2 separate regions of the Rattus norvegicus genome follow, and region 1 is linked to region 2. Evidence: chromatin contacts called from public Hi-C data. All regions are on one chromosome and are shown on one strand. The core of a region is the stretch at or near the end of the contact, and the rest is flanking DNA. Distances in the headings are between cores, read along the strand shown. Region 1 overlaps Trak1 (trafficking kinesin protein 1). Region 2 overlaps Trak1 (trafficking kinesin protein 1).

The links. A called contact is a pair of places that touch in the nucleus more often than the background predicts.
Region 1: a Hi-C map of kidney shows a contact between it and region 2, with 3 times the contacts expected there. The contact joins two enhancer-like sites. A contact is called at or near these places in 9 of 12 Hi-C or Micro-C datasets (frontal cortex, hepatocytes, kidney and 4 more) and 1 of 1 datasets of contacts at active chromatin or transcription factors (oligodendrocytes).

What each region holds. Positions count from the first base shown.
Region 1 is chr8:129,974,684-129,980,201 of GRCr8, reverse strand. Trak1 (trafficking kinesin protein 1) reads right to left here. Exons shown (of 16, transcript NM_001134565.2): 3 at 1,936-2,012. Among named protein-coding and RNA genes, the nearest start is that of Trak1, 53 kb to the right of the region's middle. Within about 2 kb of position 2,136, at least 8 of the 93 cell types and tissues checked have an H3K27ac peak or open chromatin away from gene starts, as enhancers often do. A contact at or near this core is called in kidney, where this site is marked.
Region 2 is chr8:129,942,145-129,947,335 of GRCr8, reverse strand. It overlaps Trak1 (trafficking kinesin protein 1), which reads right to left. Exons shown (of 16, transcript NM_001134565.2): 2 at 353-547. Among named protein-coding and RNA genes, the nearest start is that of Trak1, 20 kb to the right of the region's middle. Within about 2 kb of position 2,320, at least 14 of the 93 cell types and tissues checked have an H3K27ac peak or open chromatin away from gene starts, as enhancers often do. A contact at or near this core is called in kidney, where this site is marked.

The sequences.
Region 1 (5,518 bases), core at 887-3,386, 33 kb before region 2:
CACCACACACACACACACCCCACATATGCCACACACCACACACCACACATACCACACACACACACACACACACACACACACACACCACATACACCACATATACCACACACACACACACACACCACACACACACACACCACATATACCATACATCACACACACACACACACAAACACACACACCACACATATACCCCACACACACACACACACACACGCTGTTCTGGGAAAGTTCTGCAGCACTCAGTATGCAGCTGGTATGTAAGCCAGCATTCCTAAACAGAGACACAGAGCCCAAGCAGGAACAGTATGAAGTGACTGTCACACGACTGGCTGTAGCAGTCAGAGTATGAGCCCTGTGGTTCCAGAGAAAGGCAGGGACTTCCCTGTGATATCTTATCAGGGCCAAGGACAAAGGGGACAGCTGCTATTTATAAAACACGGAGGTGCAGGCATGATTGCCTATCAAAAATAAAACAGGAAAGCACTAACTACAAAGGGGCGAGGGGAGAAACTGCTCTAAGGAGACATGATGTTCCTCCTTTAAAGCTTTTAAAGCAGGCAGTAGATCACCAGGGGCCGCTTTTGAAGGTCATAATCTGGCACTGGGTTCCAGTCACCTTCTATTTTCCCTGCAACCCCATGAACGACCACCAACTCATGCTCTCCCTTCCACAGGGGAAGCCTCCCTGCCACTCCTTCCCTAATATAATGTGCGGAAATCTCCAGTCAGCCCAACACAGTACCCTCTCCCCAACCCCACAAGCTACTTCTGTCAGGTGTGCTTACAGGGATAAAAAATTAAAAGTTACCAATACTTCTTCCAGGGCCTGATCATCCTGACCTGAAGGTACACCGGGCACCCCCATGTGTCCTCGGGGGACGTCATAGTCCCTTACTCCCAAATGAAACCAGAACACGGAAGCCAGCTGAAAACGCCAGTCTCTCGAGGGCGCGATCTGACTGACTTTCCTCCCCACATCAGCCAAGGCACTCTTGTTGCTCTGTATTTATTTCTATGTTGAGGCTGCCTCGGCTCCATCAGCTGGATGCAACAAAGTTTCACAAGCAAGAACATATTCTTTTCAAGCAGACTGGCTGTCCTGACAAGTACTTATGGGGCCCTGTGTGGTGCCATCAATTCAGAATATCAAAAACAAAGAGGTGTATCTGGCCTGCAGCCTGCCGACTGTATACATCCTATACATCCTGCCGTCTGTATACATCCCACAGGTTATCTAAGCCTGCAACCTGCCGACTATATACATCCTGCCAACTGTATACACACATAGGTGTATCTATCCTGCAGCCTGCCAACTGTATACATCCCAGGATAGATATGAATGTGTGCCAACCTGTAAACGGCAATGTCATACTGCAATGTCACAAGTTGGACAACCCCAATCTCAAATATCAGCTGAGCATGACGGTATGTTTCTGTAATCCCTACACTTGGGAGGCAGAGGTCATAGCACGGGGAATATGAGGCCGATGTCAGCTCCACAGCAAATCTGAGGGCAGTCTTCACAAGACTGTTGTTTTCGAACAGTAACAACGAATCTAACAGATGTGCACAAAGTCAACAGCAGCAAAGGCCTAGGGATAGAGCTACCAGGGGTGGTGGTGAATATCTTTAATCCCAGCCCTTGGGAGGCTGAGGCTGGCAGACCTCTATGAATTCTGGTCAGCCTGGCCTACACAGCAAGTTCCAGGCCAGGCAAGGGCTATAGAGTGAGATCCTGTCTCTAAATCACTAAGTAGCAAAAAACGAAACCATCAAATTGTAACTCTGTCTCAAAATAAGTAAGTAGCAAAATGAAACCGTTAACTTGTATACTACAAGGGCCCAATGTGAGGTTCCTTCCTGAAACAGACTGGGTGCCCACCAATACCCCCCCCCCGGTTTTATCGGCCCTCACCTCCCCCAGACACTCACCTCCTCAAGAAGCCTTGTGACAGCATCAATGTCATTGTATGTCTTAGTCATCTGGCCAACTCTTTCGGCACATAGAACTGTAAGAGATGGAAAAGGCAGTGAGATCGCTAACTGCAGAGAGCGGGATGTGGGCGAGCGTCTAACTCAGCTGACTCCTCAGACCGTGACATCAGGGATTGGACCTGCACTGTCCTCACCGTCACCAGGCTCTGCCTCCAGTGATGCTGAACTGTGAGTTACCCATTGACCACAAGAGACATGGGCACAGTAGGAGCTTTCAGAAAGCAGCTGACTGTATAATTATTAAACAATCGTCTAAAACCCACAAGTTCACAGGGACACACAGCCCTTCTTCCCAACTGGCCTAGATTCTAAAGATGCACAGTTTTTGTTTCAGCAGCATTAGGGAGCTATCCTTTGAAAATCCACTCCATAGAGCTTGCAACCCCATAAGAACAACAACCAACCAACCAGACCTCCCAGGGACTAAACCACTACCCGAAGAGTACACATGGACAGACCCATGGCTCCAGCTGCATATGTAGCAGAGGATGGCCTTGCTTGGCATCAATGGAAGAAGAAGCCCTTGGTCCTGTCAAGGCTGGACTCCCCAGTGTAGGGGAATGTCAGGGCAGGAAGGGGTGATGGTTGGGGAGGAAGAACACCCTCATAAAAGAAGGGGGAGGGGAGATGGGATAGGGGGCTTATGGACAGGAAACGGGGAAGGGAATAACATTTGAAATGTAAATAAAAAAAATCCAAGAAAAAAAAGGAAAAAATCCACCCCACAATCATTACCACCATGGCTGCTGCACACACACACACACACAGACACACACACACACACACAGACACACACACACAGACACACACACACACACACAGATGTATAGACATGCACACACATGCACACGTATGCACAAATGCACTCACACACATACATGTGCTCCCACAAATGCACACATATGCACACATGTATACATCTGCACACACATGCATACTTGCATAAACATGCACACACACATACACACATACACACGCACCCTCACATGCACACTGAACACAATACCCTTACATATACAGTTCATTGCATTATGAGAGGCTGTTTATCAACCACGTTAGGTCTGCACCTTCTCATTCCCTACTACTGACAGAGGAAGGCTTTAGTCTGTTACTGCCTTCAGGACAGTGGTTCCCAACCTTCCTAATGGTGCATGCAACCCTCTGATACACTTTTCGTGCTGTGTTGGACCCCCCCACCATAAAATTATCGGCCACTTCGTAACTGTGGTGCTGCTACTGTTATGAATTGTAATGGAAATAGCTGTGCTTTCTGATTGTCTTAGGTGACCTTTATGAAACTGTCGGTCAAGACCAAGGGGGTCACAACCCACTGGTGAGAACCATTGCTCTAGAGGTTTCATTTTGTTTTGTTTTGTTTTACTTCCTGTGGTTTTAGAGCCGATGAGAAATTATTTTTTGAAACCTGTCACTTTGGGTTAAATAAAGTATTGTAAGAGTGGACACTTTCCAGTTAGTAAAGCAGCAAAGGGAAGGACCCAAGTTCTACCCCAAAACCCACATGAAAAAGCATGCAGGCATGGTGGGGTGAGTTTGTAAACCCCACACTGAAGGGATGGAAACCGGTGCCTGAGGAATGGCACTGGAAGCTGACCCCTGACCTCCATAAGCATCCCCTACATGCACGCATACCTGCGCTCACACACACAACTTCACAGCGATGCTATGTAACACAACGCTGGAGAATAATTCTATTGACAGTGAGAGCTGCCATAATGACCCATGACCGCAAACAGGTGATGAGAGGCACCTGGGGCTCAAAGGCTCTCACCAAGTCACACCCGGAGCCTTGCTACAGAGCGGTCACTGGAATTTGGCAGTCTATAAATATTTCAGTTCGAAAGCAGAGCTGATCCTACCGATGAGCTCAGGGAAACCTGATCTCCTGGAATGATTTCCTAGCTCAGGCAGAGCCTGAAATCTGGTTTTCAATCTGAAGCACCAGAAACCTGGAAGCAAGAGCTTGTCCTCCGCCTCCTCCCCTTCCATGGCCACCGTTTCCCCCACAGGGGACCTCTGCCTTCTGGCAGCTGACACCACCTGGCTCTCTAACCTTCCTCCTTGCCTTTATGTCGGCCGGCAAGGGAATAGCAGGGAGATGTATAAGGAAGGGGTAGTCTAATTTGCTGTCCCTGGAATCCAGCTTGAATGCTCTGCACAGTTCAGTAGCTCAAGGTCAAGTGTCTCTGTGAAGACTGCTGTGCTTCTCCCAGCATTTGTGTTTCTCCTGAGCAACTGTGAGGTTCCACACAGATGAAAGGCTCCGGGCTCTTACTCCAGCCCTGCGCTCATCAGAGGTAACACGATTTAGAAATTCTGGGATAGGACACATCAGCTAACAGAGCTTGCCCGGAATGCACGACGCACTGGTTCCTTCCCCAGTATCGTATGAACCATGTATGGTGCAATCCCAGCAGGAGGGAGGCAGAGGCAAGAAAAAACCAAGCCCAGATCTCTGCAGTGCTCCTGAAACCACAGACAGATGGTGACGTGCGGTCTTAACAAATAACATGGATCCCTCTGTGTCCCTGACTCGAACCTGGAAATGGCTTTATTCTATAGAAATGTCATGTGTCAAAACTGAATGCTGGCTCAGCTTCTCTCTGGTTTCATTTATACTCCTCTGTGTGTACTCCTCTCCTCTGTGTGCCTACTGACTGTCCCCTCTGCAGGCTAATGCATCCACATACAGGGTCCCTACAAGGGGTCCCTAAGAAGTCACTGCAGTAAGCTTTAGAATACTGATGGTAGAGTCAGCAGTCCTTCCAGTATTTTCTCAAGCCCACACTGTCACCAGGCACTGGCAAGCACCCTTCATGTTCTCAAGATGGAAAACTGCACTAGGGGCTCCAGGGTGTAAGGACATTCCGCAAGACACAGGACTATTGCCTGAGTCCAACTATCCAGGTTAAAAAAAACAAAAAAACAAAAAACTGCTTGCTCTAAGCAAGGATTACGTGAAGAAGTATTTCAGTATGTATGCTTTTAAATATATATACCATCATAATTTAAGGGGATATGTATATACATATATATATATACACACACACATACACACCCGTATACACTAATAGTAAACAGAAAGAAAAAAAGACTAAAGCAACCACAAAAATATAAACATTTGGATAGCATCACAGACTTTAATTTTGTTTGTGCTTTAAAAATGATTCTAAAAATACCTATCACGACACTACACTAGCGAGGGAAACTATTTAGAATATTTTTCAGGATATTCGGTTGACTAATATAAGTCAACGAGATCTCTCTGAGCTGACCTCTAAGGTGAATTAGCAGCAACAGCAGCAGCAGCCGTCTCTTAGTTAACAGATGACGTAGATGCATCTTATGGGGCACAGGAAGATGCTGACCTCATCTGAACATCACGCAGCGGTTGATCCAGGCTGCTCTGAAGCCCTCCGTCGAGCATGCTCACTGAGGTCAGTCACCAACCACACGCAGCTCACGGGATCCTCAGAGCACTTCAGAGTGGTGGCTACTCACA
Region 2 (5,191 bases), core at 1,071-3,570:
AAATTCACTCTCAATGGGGGTTTAGAAGGGAAATGATGGAGAGATGGCTCAGCCATTAAGAGCACTAGTCACTCTACCCAACAAATACAAGTTATTATTTTTTAAAACAGGAAAAGAAGGGATACGAGAATAACTTGAAGTCATTCTGTGCGTTTCAAATGAAAGTGCTTGGTCCCCACAACTCATACAGACCAAGAAGACCCCTAACACGGCTAACCCCTAAGGCCACATCCCTCTTGGCTACCCTTCCATAGCCAACAGGTCCAGAGCTACTCACAGCAGACGGGACCAGGAGGCACAGGAAGGGCCTGGCATCACATCACCGTGCCCACAGATGGCGCCAGCTACTTACGGAAGTACTTCAGCGTCTCTTCGATCTGCTCGGTTGTGAGGTCGATGTTGGCATCTGGGGAGATGAGGGGCGTGTGCAGCCAGTCATCGTGGTCATAACCATAGATGGTGTCCGCTCTTAGCTTGTAGTGGGGCAGCTGCTCCTCCAGCAGGCTAATGATCTCCACTTCTGGAAGGTTGGTGCTGTTGCACACGTCTGGAGAGAGGAAGACTGAGTGAGAACCCTGGCCGTCGCCTTGAGAGCTGAGTTTGAGGCCTATCCCTTGTCGTCACCCATCTGCAGCATGCAAAATCCAGGCAAGGTCATATCCATGAGGGATCTTTTCTAATTTGAACTCTACTCTCAAGACATAGAATTACTGAGGTGGGAGATGTCTGATGGGCACAGGTAGGCACTAAACATATATCTTAGAACGTTGTACACTCAAGTATGGTGTCTCAGTTAAGGTTACTACCGCAGTGATGAAACACCATGACCAAAAGCAAGCTGGGGAGGAAAGGCTTTATTCCACTCACAGTTCCATAGAGCAGTTCATCATCAAAAGCAGTGAGGACAGGAATTCAAGCAGGACAAGAGCTGGTGCAGAGGACACGGAGGGGTGCTGCTTACTGGCTTACTTCCCCTGGTTTGTCCAGCCTGCTTTCTTACAGAACCCAGGACCACCAGCCCAGGGCTGGCACTGCCCACAGTGAACCCACCCCCAAACAATCACTAATTACGAAAATACACTACAGGCCTCTCTACAGCCCACCCTTACGGAGATATTCGTCAATTGAGGTTCCCTCCTCTCAGCTGATTTTAGCTGTATCAAGTTAACATAAACCTAGCCAGTACATATGACACACAGGATGAGGACACAGGCCCAGAGTACCCTGCAGACTATGACTGAGTCTATAGGATGGGTTTCTGACCTCACCGTGAGGTCAGCCCATTTAGCAGGGAGCCTATAGCAGTGAACTGCTGTGGGAGCAGCTTGAGTCCGGTCAACCCAGAAGCCAACCGCACTCCATGTGGGCCTAGCTGGATAAGAGAGGACGGTGAACTCTGGCTTTGGTGATAAGAATCAGTCCTCAGCTGGGGAAAACCAATCAAGAAGTTTGCAGATGCTCGGGGTGGACGTTCAAGGACACTGGGAACCCAGATGAAGGCGAGGACCAGGCCGGTTCCCTCTGGAATATGTAATATGGCAGGGATGCCACACAGCGACATGGGTGCTGCTAAAACAGGGAAGGCAGAGGGAGCCCAGTCAAACGGGAGCAGCCAAGGCCTGACCACACACTTGGAAGAGACAGTCATGGTGCCAACAGTAGGAGGGCAGGACTGTTGGAGGCAGCAGGGAGAGCCTATGACAGGACTTTGCTGGAGACCCACATAGGAACAGCAGCCAAGGCCAAGCTTCCCTTCCTCTCCCTGGGTGAGCCAAGGCAAGAAGGCAGAGGCAGTGACATAGGTGGACTGACCAGATCAGGCTAATCTGCATCCTGTTCCTTTGTACCTGATGAGATGGCCCCACGGCGCCCTCTAAGTCTATGAAATCATTTAAGAAGACAAAACTGTGAACTGTCACTCTCTGCGCAGGAACCCAGCTAGCCACACCCACCCCAAGATTCCCAGGAGCCTTTACCAGCCCACTGCACTCACTTCAGGTTGTAAAGTCTCTATGCAGAACATTCCCAGGCAGGAAGCCAGTGTGGGCTCTCAGAGTGCCAAGAAAAGAGTTAATGATAAAGTGAGGGCCCTGGGGATTTCATGGTATTTTAGGGCCACGGTTCAATCCCGAGAAGGGGAAATATCTGTATCTGAGTGTAGGGGCTTCTCTGCCTAACACGGGAGGGATCACAGCCAGCACAGTCAGCATCTGAGCTAGCAAGCCTTGGCGAGACCTGATGCACCTCAGAAGTGTGTGGAGAACAGAAGCCGTGACTCTCCTCAGAGATCGATGGCCCAATGCCCTCAAGACAAGGATCTCTTCCCACTCAGTTCCCAAGGAAACACCGTCCCCTGCAGGCCTACTCTGAGGTGAGCAGCCAGTTCCCACCTCTGGGAGAGCCCTCAGCCGCTGCACGGCCACCTCCTGAGGAAGGGGACCTGGGCTCAAGACAGCTGCTGCCAGTCAGTGGCATCTCTTGGGTAAACAGAGATCTGACCAAACCAGCTCTGCACAGCTGCACCCCCCAAAAAAGGCTGTGGCAGCCTGTCTGCAGGAGAGTGGGCAGGGGACCAACACATTCCCACGGGAAACACCCACACAACAGGCTGTCATTCTCTGGTGTCTCCGTGGTGTTTGAGTGGGGAAGAGAACAGAGCCTGGGGTGGGTGGAGTGTGGAAATCCCTCCTAAGAATAATGTCACTTGTGACCATCCTGTCAGCTGCTCAGCCACTAGGACTCGACCTGTCTTTCCAGGACTGGGACAGAATGCATTCTCGAACACCAGGGTATTTGATCTTTTTGTGATGTGGCCAACCACCTAGACATAAGCAATGCTGCACTTGCCTTCACAGCCCAGAAAGTTGGGAGATAGGAAAGGCATGTGGGGGCAGCCAGGGAGCTCTCCTAGACCTAAGGGCCAGAGGCTCTGGGGATGCTCTGTGAAAATGGACACGAGTGAGCGTTGTGGATTGCGAAGACGCATCAAGGTCTGAGGCCATGTAAACGCAGCTCAAAGAACTCTGAAGCATCGCTGGACTGAGGCTGGGGAGATGGCTCAGTCAGCAAAGTGCTCGCCATGCATGCTTGAGGAAACCCTAGTTCAGTCTACAGAAACCACATAAAAAAGCCAGATGTGGCGATACACAATGAAAAGAGAATTATACGAATTCTAGGTTTGGAAATATAAAAATTAAAAGATTAAATCCCAAAAGGCCACAGACCCAGGGCTAAGCCCTGCAGCCAGGACTAGCAGGCCATAAAGATAAAGGAGCACAGGAAACACTGTCCAGGCAGGACTGGCAAGCCATAAAGAAAAGGAATGCAGGAACCAGCCTGAGTTAATGGGACTGATTCATGGGACGTCTGGCAGAAAGACATCTCCCCCCAGCTCACTCAGGGCCATCCTCCAGACCCTGATAAGCCCCTGACTTCTAACACGTACTCTTTCTGCTTTGTTCTCACTGCTATGTTTGAATGAGCCAATTGTATGTAACCACGCCAAAACCCCCTAGCCTTCTCTATATAACCCTCTGACTTTTGAGTTTCGGGGCCGACACCTCTGTCTCCTGCGCGGGATACGTGTCGGCCCGGAGATCTCTGTAATAGGTCTCTGTAATAAACCTCGCCTTTGCTTATTACATCCAAAATGGTCTCTCTGTGTCTGGGGTCCGCGATTTCCCAAGACTTGAGTAAGGGTCTCTCTGCATGGGATCTTTCAACAATTGTACTCCCAGTCCTGGGGACGCAGAGACAGGTGGATCCCCAAGGCTTGCTGGCCTGACCGGCCTGGCCTGCCTGGTGATGTCTAGGCTAGGGAGAGACCCTGCACAAACAAACAAAATGGATGGTGTCCAAGGGAAGAGACATCCAGGGCAGTTCTCTGCTCTCCATACACATTTCCGTGCACCTGGATGTGAATGAAGAGAGAGTTCACACACAGAAGGAATCCACAGAAATGTTGCCAGCATTGGAAACCCACAGCTAGGTCCTTGCAGACTGTTCCAGATGGAAACTGAGGACAAGGTTCATAGGTGAGGAAGGAGCATGGATGATGTTGCTACTCAAGGCCACGAAACTAAGCAGGTGGCAGGTCCAGTCTGAGGAGCCCCAGCAGCTAACATGTGACATCCCCCACCCTGCCACGCACTGCACTGCCCATCTCTGGAAGCCTGTGTGTGGAACTTGGGGCCTCCCATGAAACCACACCAGGAGACCAGTGGAAGGCCCCACACAGGGGCCAAGGGAGGTTTGTTAAGCAGAAGGACAAGACTGTGTCCTTGTCACCTGCCCAATGGCAGGTGCTAACCATCTTTAGCCACAGTGGTAATGTCAAGGCCATAGTCATAACATCCCTGAGAGCCTGGACAGGTTAAAAAAAAAAGCACACACATGGTGCCCTCCATGTAGACTAAAGAGTACATATATGGTGCCTTCTATGTAGACTAAAGAGTACACACATGGTGCCTTCCGTGTACACTAAAGAACACACACATGATGCCTTCCATGTAGACTAAAGAGCACACACACAGTGCCTTCTGTGTAGACTAAAGAACACACACATGGTGCCTTCCGTGTACACTAAAGAACACACACACGGTACCCTCCATGTAGACTAAAGAGTACATATATGGTGCCTTCCATGTACACTAAAGAACACACACACGGTGCCTTCTGTGTACACTAAAGAGCACACACATGGCACCTTTCGTGTAGACACATGAAGGCCTGCCTTTTGGGCGCCATGATTCACAAACATTCTGCCTCTCGTGAAGCAGCTGAGTCCACAGTGAAGCCACTCTTCCCAGCCCAGCCCCTGCTGTTTTCTCTAGCTTCCCTTCCATCAAGACACACAAAGCCCCTGCCGTTCTCCATGGCTCCCCACCCCCAGCACACACAGCTATTTTAGACACTCGAGAATATTCACTGCCCATCACACTGCACCCTAAAATGTCGCTCAAATGTCAGCTTGCATTTGTGAATCCTTCCCTGACCAATTCCCCCAGGCTCCCCAGGCCTCAGCATATACACAATTACACAACGTCAGGCAGGGCCTCCTCCATATCTCCTCCCCCTAGCTGAGAGCCGCTCAGGAGAAGGGGCTCAAGAGTCTAAGCCCAGCCTCAAACCCAGCCCCTTGGGGAGTTTATGTCAAAGCTCAAAGCACTAGGAAAGAGAAGCCACAGTGGCA